2 separate regions of the Cyprinus carpio genome follow, and region 1 is linked to region 2. Evidence: chromatin contacts called from public Hi-C data. All regions are on one chromosome and are shown on one strand. Each heading gives the region's core, a stretch centred on a gene start, on an enhancer-like site or on the middle of the called end of the contact. The rest is flanking DNA. Distances are from core to core; before and after follow the strand shown. Region 1 holds the start of LOC109051864 (radixin). Region 2 holds the start of LOC122136040 (mitogen-activated protein kinase kinase kinase kinase 4-like).

Evidence for each region. Hi-C and Micro-C count contacts between places; a contact is called where the count stands out from the background.
Region 1: a contact with region 2 is called in a Hi-C map of liver, with 3 times the contacts expected there. The contact joins the promoter of LOC109051864 here to the promoter of LOC122136040 in region 2. A contact is called at or near these places in 2 of 8 Hi-C or Micro-C datasets (both in liver).

What each region holds. Positions count from the first base shown.
Region 1 is chrB1:5,511,121-5,517,811 of ASM1834038v1, forward strand. LOC109051864 (radixin) reads right to left here and starts at 2,029. Exons shown (of 15, transcript XM_042716319.1): 1 at 1,826-2,029. hpxb (hemopexin) reads right to left here. Exons shown (of 11, transcript XM_042716320.1): 10 at 4,993-5,239; 11 at 4,787-4,962. The coding sequence ends at 5,013.
Region 2 is chrB1:5,336,291-5,343,481 of ASM1834038v1, forward strand. It overlaps LOC122136040 (mitogen-activated protein kinase kinase kinase kinase 4-like), which reads right to left and starts at 4,320. Exons shown (of 4, transcript XM_042717567.1): 1 at 4,061-4,320; 2 at 3,681-3,746. The coding sequence starts at 4,117.

The sequences.
Region 1 (6,691 bases), core at 779-3,278, 170 kb after region 2:
TACAACATTTTCATTGCACAGTGTGTTTGCTGGTACAATCCACATTTACTGACCAACCAATAAAAATGTGACATGAAATCAACACGATGTGGCGCTTAAACATAAAACTGCTTACCTCAAGCTCTTATGCCTTCCTCTTTCACCGCTTCCAGTTTTTTTCAGCACGCATAAAAAATACAACTGCTAAAGTGTGATTTATCATGCTTTTTGTTTACTACTAGTGCATGCTGATGACATTTTATTAGGAATGTGCGTTGTAGCGTATGAGTCAACAGGTATCATCATTATACAGCCTACACACATGTCTTAGCCAAGTTTATTAGATCCATGTCACACAGTGTGACATGGAATGATCTTGTAAGACTTATAAAAATTGTGCAGTGTGTTTAGGGCTTTAGACAAATTGATGGCAGGGGAACAAAAGCATGCAATTAATTTCCTAAAAAATATATAGCCTATAAGAGAATTACTTAATTTTTTAAAGTCAGCTAGTCTCAAACAAATAGCATGTATTTGTACAGCAACACTTCAATCACATCTGTTGTGACCTACAGTGGAATCACACTTCTAAATACTACATCTTCTGATCTTTACAAAAGTTTACAGTCTCTGTGAAAAACATTCAATTGTTAAACCCATTTTGAATGAATGTATGAATAAATATTATTCAGCCTTTAAAATAAGTATAATCTAGCATAAACTGTAGCCTAGAATGATTAGTTCACATACAGTAGATATGAGATTAGGTAGAGGAGGTTTTAAGATCTACCAGAATTTAACCATTGGGTATCAAGCTTAAAATCATCACTGCCCAATGCAGCACACGCTCCTTTTTCTCGCTTTGTTGTATGAACTAGGTTACGTCTTCAGTCTACTGAAATCTGAATGCATGAACAAATTTACGCAACATTACTGACCCCAGTCTTTCGTTTGCTCCATACGCTGAGGAATTTGCGTAGCGACGACGTCTGAGACTGATACATGAACGCTCTTCCTTGCTAAATTTATACCAATTGCAGTCCCTGCTGACAACGACAGGTTTTAATAAGGCGTTTTAGAATGTCTCATAAATAGTGGGCTATGTGTCCCTATTATAATTAATTAAGGCATCGTGAGTCATGTAAAACAAGTCAGAAGCATTGTCTCAGGCCTTTTACTTAACCTTAATTATTGACATTTCCAAAGGCAATCTAGTAACACTATTACGAGATTAGGCTCTATGTAAATTAGCTGGTAGTATTTCGCCTACTTTGAAGGAATGCCAGCGCTTTTCTTAACGTTCTGAGGCCTCTAAAATAGCACATCAAAAGCATATAGTAAGCTTGAGATATTAACCTTTATCAGACACGGCTGTGAAGGGGAAAATTCCGTTGAGACATAGCCTGATACCCAACAAACTGCCAGTTATATTCAAGGCAGCCTGACTGTTGTCAATAATGTTTTTAATACATTAAAATTACGTTGCGAAAATGTGTGTCCATGACACTTGTCGCATTAAGATTTAAATAGGGGTCACCGACAATTTCATAATAACTGGTTTTCCTTTCACTCCAAACTTGTCAAGCGCTGACTATGCCATTCGTATTAAAGGCTTGATTTACACTATCATTTGAAATGTTATTAGTATCTATTGGACTTGTGCACACAAGCTTTGCTTTTTAAAATGGCTTATTAGTGGTCCATACAAACCAGCAAATGCTGTTTTGCTTTCTGCGGAGGTGGTGACAGCAGGAGGCTTTAAAGACAAGAGACCCCTTAAAAGAAAGCGTAACATTACGCAGAAGGTGCTCAAGACAAGTCATTCAAAAATAACCCAAAAACTCACCTCAGGAATGCACTGCGTTTTCTAAAATAATGAAAATGTCCCCCAAGATGTAGTCACTCTCCAGATAAATGCGAACTGTTATTTCCAAGTCGCGATCACCGTATATCCAATGGCACGCTGTTATAACGGTGACGATTACAGAAGCTCTACAAGCTACCGCAAGGAGATTAGCTAAAATAGTCAATATGGCCGGCGTCAGAAGGCAGCATGGGGCGTGGTTCGCTGAAAGAGGAGAAGGGGAGACGTGCGCCCCTCCATGTTAGGTTAGTGTTAGTTTGGAGGGGTCACAAGCGGAAACCCAGAAACATTTACAACACACGTAACGCTCTGTGACTATTCTATTATTTTATTTAACCTCCAAATATCCACTCTGTTAAATTCCTAGTCAAATTTACACATAAAAACTTGTTTTAAAATTTTCAACGTATTAGCATATCGGGGTAAATGCACGAAGAGTTGATTGCTGTAAAGTTTGAGTGCTTAGGAAACAACAGTCTAAGCCATGTCCAATTCACAGTTCACTGGAAACGTGCTTTATTTTAATTGACATTATTAGCTGTGGTTAATAGCTCTCTCTCTCTCTCTCTCTCTCTCTCTCTCTCTCTCTCTATACACAGACTAGTGACCTTGTTGATATATCTTATGTTTGAAAAGCGAGTAAAATGTGACCTTACTAAAACAGTAGTCTATTACAAAAGTTCCTATGTGATGCCATCTAGTGAAAAATAATTATTGTGCACTAAAGAAGTCAGCTGAGGGTCGTTTCTCTTCTGTGTTATTTACTTTTGGTAAGCTAAACGTTTTACTGAATGAAGTATGATTACCCTTAACTGGAATGCTATCCTTAAGTATGCACATACATATCACTAAAATGTACATTGAAGCGAATTTTATACAGCGATAAGTAGGCTACTCATGATAAGATTAATTTAAGACACTTTAAATTTTTGTAGTATCATGTAGTCATGTAGTATATATTCTGTATATAGGCCTGTTTGTGTATATTTGTTTGTAACATCTGTTGAATGTTTCCACATCTTTGTCTTTTGTCTATTTAGTGTCAATTTGTCCTAAAGTGTCACTGTGATGCTGGAACTGCTTAACTAAGTTTATACTAAGGTTTCCTGAGATACTGTTCTAATTTTTTTTCCGGTAGGTTGATTATGGCAACAGGGACATTGTATAGCCTGATAATAGAGAGATCAATCTCAGTCTATTCTTTCAATAGGTTAGCTAGTGTACGTTTATACTGTATGTCTATATGTTTATATTGTTTTGTTTCATATATGTTTCTGTTTATATATGTTTAAATATGTAGCACTGTCATCCTGTAATCCATGAAAAACCTCTGGGGAAAGTTTTATTTACACATTGCACCTCAGTGAGGTTTACTAGGTTCTTAAAAATGAAAGATGCCTCCTAAAAATATTTGTCAGTTTGTTGTAGGCCAGATTTAACTTCTGCAAAGCCACCAAACCACTGACGGCCAATTCTACACTTGTATATTACTGTACATAGAATTTTAAGGTTGGACAGCTGGGAGACATCTTCATTATTTATCTTCTGTATAACACAAAAAAAATGTCAGAATATGTACCTTTGTCTGTTATATTCACTGGTTCCAAACTGAGGAAGCTTTTAATGCAGAACACCTTTATGTTTTGTGCACATTTCAAAGAAAACGGTACAATTCTTAACTGAGTATCTATTCACAAGATCTATGAATACACAACAGTAAAGCAGGAATGACACAAAATCACAGAACTGAATTAAATACACACCATGCATAGATATTTTTAGATTAACCCTGATATATCTTTGTTAAAATGTCCAGTTGGAATTCTCTTTTTTATTTTCATTACTTTTCTTCAGTTTGCCTACACCAGAAGTCTACACCACTCTAAGTGCATTATTAAAGGGATATACTGTTATGCTGCAAATGTAATATTGCTGCATTGTGAAAATAGCATATCTAAAATTCTCTAACTTTTCAAGAACTTTTAATGTTGGTGTAGGTTTTGTTCATGTGTTTGTCTTTTATTTTGTATTCAGGTGTTCCTGTGGTTCAGTGGTAGAGCAAAGTTTGTGGGGTCAATTCCCAGGGGAACACATGTTAGGTAAAAAAAAATGTTAGCCTGAATGCACTAAGTAGCTTTGGATAAAAGTATCTGCTAAATGCATAAATGTCATGTTCACAGTATAGCTCCTGGTGTGTCTTGTGATTCTCTAGCAATTCCAGTGATTATCCAGTCTCTGTGTATTTTAAGCCCTCAAGTTTGCCATGGTTCCTTGTTGTGTATTTAGTTTCTGCACCACTTTTGGTGAATCTTCTGTGTTCATGTGTGTTTACTTTCTAGTCAAGTGCAAATTTAATTAGTCAAGTCAACATGATGTTTACTGTACATTTTATATTCCTTATAATAAATTGGGTTCTTCACTTCAGCTCTGGTTTAAAGGTTGTTTTGTTAGTATGTATGCTTTTTTTAGTTTATTTATTTGTTTGTTTATTAGTTTTATTGTTATTTATTTGCTCTAAATCCATTTCTTTTAGATGTGTCTCTTACTAAGATCTTATTTACTGTATGTTTGATCATGTAACATCTGACATCTGCTTGACCTGCAAATAACCTGTTTTTAATTAAACCTGCAAAGTTTGGTTCAAAATTTTTATATGAATTTTAAATTCTAAATTTAAATTTCTACATTTTAAATTTAAATTCATATATTCATCCGTATGCAGAAAGTGTTCCCTCGGATGGCGTAAGACATATGTGTCACGCACCACTGAGATATGCTAGTCTCACAGGTTTGTTTAAGGAAGCAAAGTTTCCTTACTTTAGCAATGGAAAGCCAGTCTCCTCTTGGCTTATATCAAAATCCTAAGGAGGAAGGCAACCTTTGTCCCCTAAATGGTGCAGCTTTTAAAACTCCAACCATCTTGGATCCCCGTTTACTACACAGTGACTTTTTTCTTTATTTTATTTGCAAATGGTTCTTTACACATACATTCATTCATTTTTTATTTTTTATATATTGCTTATGTTACTCCAGATGACCTTGTATTGCCCCTAATGGATAAATAAAGTGTTGACTTGAATTGAGTTGAATTGAATTGAATTGAATTGAATTGAATTGAATTGAATTGAATTGAATTGAATTGAATTGAAGCTCTTTCCTTGCCTTGATTTTATTCTTCACAGCCAAATTTTTTTGGAGAGATCTTTTGAGGTGGAGGTTTGATCTTGCCCACAGCTAAAATCAGTGGGCTTTGATATGAATAGTATTCTGGACCAATAAACACCTTTACACCATCACCATCACAGAAGCCAGCGTCAATTTGGGAATAGGGAATAGGTCTTGTCATGTTAACAGCTCGAGGGGTGGCTGCAAGATCAATGTCATACATCTTTTGACCTGAGGAGGAGAAAGAGGCAATCGTCATGTCAGGAACTGAGAGACACAGGATAACAGATAACTCAATTTTTAACAATTTTCAAAAACCATGTTTTTTCATTGTGTATTCCAATTATTTCAATCAAACTGCAGTTGGGTTATTTTGATTAGGTAAAAAAAAAAGTATATATGTAACACAATAAAAAAAATAGTTATGTTTTTGCAAATAGGACTCTTCATTTGTTAATTACAAAAATATCAGGTGCAAGTAAACAGGGTAGACAGAACTGAGTATAAAATAAGCCACAGATGTGTCAGAGTAATATGCTTAAGTGTTGTCACATGACAAACACTGAACATTAATTCCACACAGCTGTCAAGGTTGTTACCTTACAAACAAATGTGCTAACCGTACTTTTTACAAATGCTTGTTAATAAGGCTTCATAGTAGTGAAAAATGCTATGTTGCCCAATTTAACTAATTTTATAATTGATTAACTCTACATATTAGACAGAACTGAATCAACACTGGGCTGTCTTTAACTGAACAATTATATATTTTTTACTCACATGGCTGTAGCCAGGCTGATTCGCTCACTTTAGGCACAAACGGCAGATTAGTTCTGAGAGTTACCCTTGAGTAATCCACAGTGAACTGCATACAGGAGCTATTAACTGACAGAGCGTGAAGCTCACTAAAACAGCCAATAATAAAGCCGCCTGTGATGAAAGGAGCTTCAAATCAGTACCATCTACAGGTTTAAAAGGAGCTTGAGATAGCGTATTAAGGACCATGGACAGATCCCATGGCAGAATCAGAGGCTAGGAAACTCTGTTTAAATGCCGCGCACCTCTCATAAACCTGCATATGAGTGGGTGTTGACTTATGTCTTCCTGACAACTCCCACAAGACACGACGAAAAAACAGAACATTGCCTAAAAGCTGTTATGTGACAAGGTGTACAGCAAACAAGTTAAAAACCCTGAACTATATTTTTATATGCGGTCTACCCCAAGAAATGAGTGTTTAGGAACTCAAATGTAGAACTGCGCCCACTGGAGGTAAATGTAATCGGCGACAGGAAACATTCATTATTAAAAAAAAAAAAAAAAAAAAAGATTTCACCACCCTGTGTGAACCTGAGAGGAGTTCTGTAGTTCTGTATTTTTTTTTTTTTTAGCTTGTTTGCTGCACACCTTGTTTGTCACACAGCAGCTTTTAGGCATTGGTTTTGTTTTTTTGTTATAAGTCAGAAATGACAAGGAGGCAGCTTCCAGCAAAACAAAAATCAACGGAGAGCATTGGATTGTTTCCCCCGGTGTGAGCGTGGCCTAAATGCGCTCTGTCTCTATAGAGATAAAGGTGACGTAATTTGACTTGATTGGAGATGATCTGCAGAGATTAAAGTACAATTTATGTTCTACTATCGATATTGTTTTTAGATAAACAGCAATATTTTGTAGTTTACATGT
Region 2 (7,191 bases), core at 3,070-5,569:
TAAAACACATCTCTTCCATCTTTATTTGACCCTCTAACTTTAGCACTCACTATTCTAATTCTATTCTTTAAAAAAAAAAACTAGGTGTCTAATCTTTTTGTATTCTATCTGTTTTCTTTTCATTTATTATACAATTATAAAAAAGACCTCTAACACTAGCTTGCTTTATTCTTTTTCTATTCTATCTGTTTTCTTTTTATTCATTATATTTTTTAAAAGCCCTTGCTAAGTGTACTGCGCTTAAGCTAACTGAGACTTGTTATAGCACTTGTATATCTTTGCTCTTTTGTTGATTTTGATTGCTTCCATTGTCCTCATTTGTAAGTCGCAAACTACATTTCCTGCTTATCAATAAGGTAAGAACGAGAGATATTATAAACTGAGAATGAAACTCTGAAGTGCTCAGTCAGTGTGTTCGGTGAGTAAAAATATATCTGCACTAAACTTATACTTAGCGTCAAACTCACACAGTGGCGAGTAAAATCTGAGAAATTATTAGCCAGTGGCTAATATTAGACATCATTTAGTCACCCAGAGTGAATATTTAGTCACATGCAAGTGATTTAATCACACTGTAGAGGGTTGCTAATACCTCTGGTAGCTATGTGAAAAATAAATGCCTGTCAATACACAAAGTGTACATTTGGAATACAGTTTATTGATGAAGCTGACGAGCTGATGATCTAAAACAGGTGAGAGAGAGAAATGTAGAGAGGGCATGTGCAGAGCAGGGGGATGTGATGAACAGGATTAAGAACAAAAAATCTGCACAAGAAACTAAATGCAAAGTTCAAGGTACTTTGAAGATTTTTTTTCCCTGGAGATTTACATCAAGGTGATAAAAACTAAAGCGCACTTATAAAAAAAGTGACTGCGCACACACACACACAAAAAGCAAACATTTCAGTCCTTGCTGGACTATCCTCAGTGCTAAAGAATACAACAACGGTTAACAAACACTTAGATCAAGGCACAAATCAGAGACATCAGATGATTAACTGAGTCAGCTGAACAATTAAATGCAGTAAATAGGGTAAACATACCTATTAATCTCACCAAAATCTACACTGAGACATTTTAGTGCACAAGATATCAGTTTCAGTACAAGTTGTTAAAATAAAATATTAATCTCTCACTTAATATTTTATTTTATTTTAAATGACAAAAGGATTAATTAGATAATCATTAAATGCAAAAAGTCTGGCTGTTCTTAATGGGTACATTTTTGTACCCTATAAGCACACCCCTGTTCCCAATAAGCTCACATCATATTAAAAATTCTTGTTTATTTTATAATGTTTTTCAAAGATTCGTTTTTGGTATTCGTGGATTCTGAATGCATTGCCACAGATTTCGCTTACGCTTCGCAGTTTTTCGTTTGGTGTTTTGACACAAACCTCTCGTGGGGGCGGGCTTAACAGTGATGTACTCTGATTGGATAGTGAGCTTTTGATGGACAGGTGCTCTCTGACCGGGAAGTACAGACGCCACTCAGTGGTGCACATATTGGAAAGCTCTCGCGGTGATTAAATCTGGTCTCTACCGCAAAAATTCTTTTTCACAGACAAAGTAAAAGAAATTTATTTAAAGCTCATACACAAGGTTCTACCCTGTAAAGAAGTTTATACAAAGATTTAAATCTGACTGATTTTACAAGCTCTTTTTGTTCAAGTTCTGAAGAAACTGTACACTTATTTTGGTCATGTCACTACACTGAGAAACTTTGGGATGATATTGGTGCGTTTGTCAAGTAAGATTTTGCCAGGCTTCTCAGCACATATGAAAAACATTATATTTGGGTATTATGACTCTGACCCCACAAACGAAAATATCAGTTTTGTTATTAAATTTTTTCCTAAACAAATTTCACATTCACATATGCAAATTCTCCAACTGTAAACCTGTCTTCTCTGTTTTCCTAAAAGAAATGGAGAAACTATTTGAATGTAACCTCAGTATCTACTAATAAGAAAGCTATAAGGACTTTTAGAATTTGCTCTGCCTTTGATCTCCTTGTGTAATTTTGTTTAGATTGTGGCCCTCTTTTTCTTTAGTTCCATTTTATTCTTTATTGTTTTTTTTTTCTTTGTTTTTTTTTGTGGTTGATATTATGTGATGTATGTTTATACTTTTGTATGTTTTTGTTCTCTGCATTAATAAAAAAGAAAAAGAAAAAAAAAGCTCTCGCTGTGATTTGTATGCAATACGTCGTGCCTTGTATTACTAAATATGTAAATAATATTTGACCTTCGATTGTCTCAGTCTGTAAAGATAAGCTCTCAGGAGAGACACAGAGCGGCATCATCTTCCTCCCCCGCTTGTCCTTCAAGGCAGCTTGAAGTAAGCTTGTGTTACTGAAGTAACCAATAACATTGATACAAGTTGTATTCAAGTTGTATTCAGTGTTACAGTGTGCAGCAGTTCGTTGCGGGTTATTATTGTCATTCAGTAACACAAGCTTACTTCAAGCTGCCTTGAAGGACAAGAGCTCATCTTTACATACTGAGACGATCGAAGGCCAAATATTATTTACATATTTAGTAATACAAATCATCACTAGAGCTTTCCAATATGCGCGCCACTGAGTAGGGCTGCACGATTAATCGCATGCATTTGTCATGCGTGTCTCATCAGTAAAGCCGGTTCCATGATTAGCGGTAAATGTCTGTCACCTGTTTTCAAACGGGAGCGGCAGTTAATACACAGAGCAGTAGTTCACTGACAAGCTACGCAATATTCTGTTCATAATTGAGATTAATCGCATTCAATTATGAACACGATATTTGTGCGACTGAGTTCATTTTTTTCATTTTCATTGTGTTTTTCTTCTTTTGTAATGGCATATTTTTGATAGTTTCTGAAAAAGTTATGTTCAGTTTTATAACGTTTCGTTCATTTTTATAGAAGCAAATGTAATTCCATACTCATCTTCCATAAAATGCATTGCACCCATCTGAATATTTGGGTTGAACTGTTCTGGAACAGTGTTGTAAATACAACCACTGATTTCTAGTTGTGTCCTCTTTTGGAAAGCCAAACAAAGTAGTTTTGCTTTCACAGCGTCTCCATACCATGGCGCCAGCGGCAACAGCAAGAATAAAAATTACAGCTTCTTTCTTTGCGTGAACATTTGGACGGCTTTATGCAAATCTTCCCACATCATGATGTAGACATGTGGGCGTGTGTTAGAATGAGCCGTTTTAAATTTTATAAAGAATATCTCTTTGGATTTGAGACTTTGATCTTCTTCATGCACCAAGAGCTTGTAACACTCCAAAGAGAAAGGAAAAATTTTAATTGCATCATATGACCCCTTTAAGTCACATTAGTCTGTATCACAATTCCTGTTTTTCAGCCCCAAAATTAAGATCTCTTTGATTTTTGGAACTTATAATTTTTAAGACACTGAGGACTCTTATTACTTTAAGTTATTTTAATTTGAAATGGAATTGAAGACTTTTTAAAGACCCGCGTGGATCCTGAAAACCTCTGATCCCAAACACAATTGCAAAGCAAAATCATGGACAAAGAAGTTGCAGCTTCCACAAGTGTGCTCGATACCACTTCATACTATGTTCTTAAACCGGCCCTTAGCTTTGAAGAACATATTTTATCGGTTCTTTTCGATACAATAACAACTTTTAAAAAATATTAATTTAAAGTTAGATTTAAAAACCAACCTTGTACACTTGACCATATGTACCATTTCCAACCACTTCGACCAGTTCAAAAATCCCGGCTGGGTCCTAGAGTAAAACAAACGGTAAGAATAAAAACTGTGAAACTATGTCAATGTAAATTAAAACAAAACAAACAATGGATTTAACAAATAAAGCTCCCCGTGGTATGTATTTAACACGTATGCTACTGGAGTTCAAACAAAGAAAAGACCGAAACTCTTAAGCGATGGCTATTCCACATAACGTAAATGAATATTATGGGTTTAACGCTTTCTCTCGTTTAAACAAAGACTACGATACGCTCGTGGATTCTGAAATCATCGGTATCGACTGCAAAAGACAATGAAAACAAGCTAATGTAGTCGGTAGAGGCTACTCACCCGTAATGAAGAAAGGTCTATGTCTACTAGACTTTTCGCTGGAGAGTCGTTCGCCATCTTTCATTTGTATAATATTTGCTGTAACAATACTCTTCACACTGTCGGCCGTAACTGCAAACCTGTGTACGGTTCGTTTACTATAGCAACATTTCTCTAATGCAGGACACACGCTGATAATTCATGGTGAGTTGAATGGGATTGGAGCAGTAGCTCCCTGTACCTTACAGAAATGTCCGATTCGCCAGTGAATCATTTTAAACGGTTCTTTTTTTGTGTGTGTGTGTGGGGGGGGGCGTTTCTAAATCACCCCACTGTAATCTAGTTAACATTAATTTGTTTTGTAGTTAAACTGTGACGTGAGAACAATTTTCTTTATATTTATATTAATGTAAATTAATAGTGTTCATATTCAACATTACTGATGTGTAGGTCTACTTTATTAATAATAATGGAAACAATACTGCTAACAGTTGTTAACAATGATGTCTTGAAAAATAAACAACACAGCTTTGGACTCAGCCGTACCAACAAAATGAAAGTAAATTGCTACAGGCTCTCACTTTTGATAGCTCAAAAGAATAGGTGGGTCAGTTTGTGAACCGCTTTTTTAAGTGTCACAAGAACGAACCGATTCATTGATTCTCTAAAGTGAATCTTGCATTCTAGAGCTAAACACAGGAAGTCGGTGTCGTGAGAAATCGGGTCCTCCCTCAAAATCGAGACGAAATTAACTAGTTACGCAAAAGATATTATTTAAAACTGTTTTTTCCCCACTTGATAAAATGTTAATATAATGAACCAAATACATAATTAAAAGATTGTTAAGAATATATAGGGTAATCCGTTTTCTGTTCTTTAAATAATGTTACAGACAACGGCTGTATTTGGTATCTGAGGTATGCACATACATCACTGAGGCAGTCTCATTTCAGAAAAGTAACCATTACTTTCCAAAGTAAGAAAGAAATAATGATTTTAAAAAAAACGCTCACTATGAATAACAGACAGTTTTATAATTATTACATTTTTGAGACACCCTCATATTTGGCCTACAAATGCAACCTACAGAGGGAAGCCTTCAAAATGACACTCAGTGAATGAGTTAGATTTGAAAAAAATAAAAAACCTTAGGTAACTGCAAAAGTGGTTGTTTTATATCTTGTTGACTTAGAAGGAGCTCTGCAGAGCTTAATTTTATTTAGTGCTAATCATCTTTTTACTGGTTGATAGACTTGAATTAAGCACCAACAGTCATTCAAAAATTGCTAACTAGATTGTGACTCTTCTAAGAAATGCTTACTCAGGTTTGTTTGCTCAGTTTGCCCTGCCCTTGGCTGTGAATCAGTCAACCAGCTGTCATGAGAAATCTAGTCCCACAATTCCTACACAATCACCTTATAATACATGTTGTTTAAACTATTTTATAATAACCATCATTGTCTGTTGTAGTTAGCTTACATACTAGCATAGCATACAGATACCAGTTAGCCAGATGGCTTACACTCTGGATTTGCTCTTCCCTGTCTGACATAATAAAACAGTCAGCTTCAGTAGCTGCACATATTATGTGATTAATTTCAAATTAATTCATATAAGAGTTGTGCGGAGTGGAGTTAAGTGTGATCTTCTATGAAATATGAGTCGACTCGCTCCCTCAGTCAAAATCGAGGGATTAAGGGTCTGTCCATTTAATTTTTCCTCTTCCATTTGATGAAGTGAATCGTACTTCAAAATAATGGTGGGCAATCCCCAGAGGGGAAGTGCTTAGAGAAGTTCATGAGTGTATGTTTACAAGTGAAGTGGAATGCAGCACAGTCAGTGGGGATATAGAATCCTTCCAGGTCATACCCATTTCATTCATTCTGATCAGTCCCTATGCAGTTGAGCTGATCACTAAGCCCTTAGCAAGGCAATTTGCCAGTAGGCATAGTCAGCATTAATGCTTATCCAGTTCCCAGATGGCCACTGGGCAAATTAAAATCTGCAGAGCAATGGACAACAAGCAGAAATTACTTTTTATGCTTTGTAGGTCAAGAGTTGGGTTGGGCTTAGTCCTTATTCTTATTTTAAATTATACTTTGAAATTTTCAAATTGCTTCATATTGTTTTCTAACCAATTGTAAATACTGGTTCAGTATAGATGTTTATTAACTGCTGAGAACTAAATGGCTGTTAAAACCATAGGCATTCGTTCTCATTTGTTAAATTCTTAAAGGTTTTGTTTTGGGAAATGTCTATGAAACAAGCTCTAATGCTCCCTTTATAAGAAAGAGTAAAACTTGAATGTGAACATTCACAAGCTTGAAAATTCGTTCTTGCATCATTTCTAAATCATTCTCCAAACATACCTTTAAAACTGTAAGACACTGATTCCATGTTATGAGCTTCTTTGAAAATGGCATCACATCACTGTTGTCAGCAGCTTTCAGTCAATGCCTTGAATGTCTTGAATAGAGAGAAAGTAAGAATCAAAATGATGTATTACGTTGCTAAAAACTTAAGCATAAACCATTGTACTGTGCTGAAAATCCTTTACCTAAATTATTTTTTTGGTCAAAAATCTTTAGCCTTTTACAAAGATTGTGTATTTATTTTTTGGAATTGATTGATTTGAGCGTATGTACCACAATAACATTAACTAGCAATTTTAGGCAAACTCTCTCCAGGTCAAAATGACTGGAACACAACATAAGGGTTAAAAAGACCACCCAGTCAGAAAAGTGTAAGCTACAGTACACTTTATTTAGCAGATGCTGATATAAACCTACTCTACGATATGGCCTTAGTACAAAAGCACAAGAACTCATGTTGGCAATATTGCCAACCATGTCTATATGAAGTTTCTATGTCATGTTGATGGTTGAAGAGCTGTAGCATTCATTCATAAAGGTATTTATTTATATTTTTAATCTATCCATCCATCTATCTATCTATCTATCTGTCTGTAGTATTCATGACAAAATTTAATTGAAATGAAAGATGAAGATTAATAGAATGAAGATGAAAGAAATCTAATATGATTTCAATTCTTAACATTTCATGTAATATTTATGCAATCTATTAAGACATAAATGACATGGATATGCATGAGTAACATCATAGCACGTAAAGTTACTTCCTTTAGCAAACAT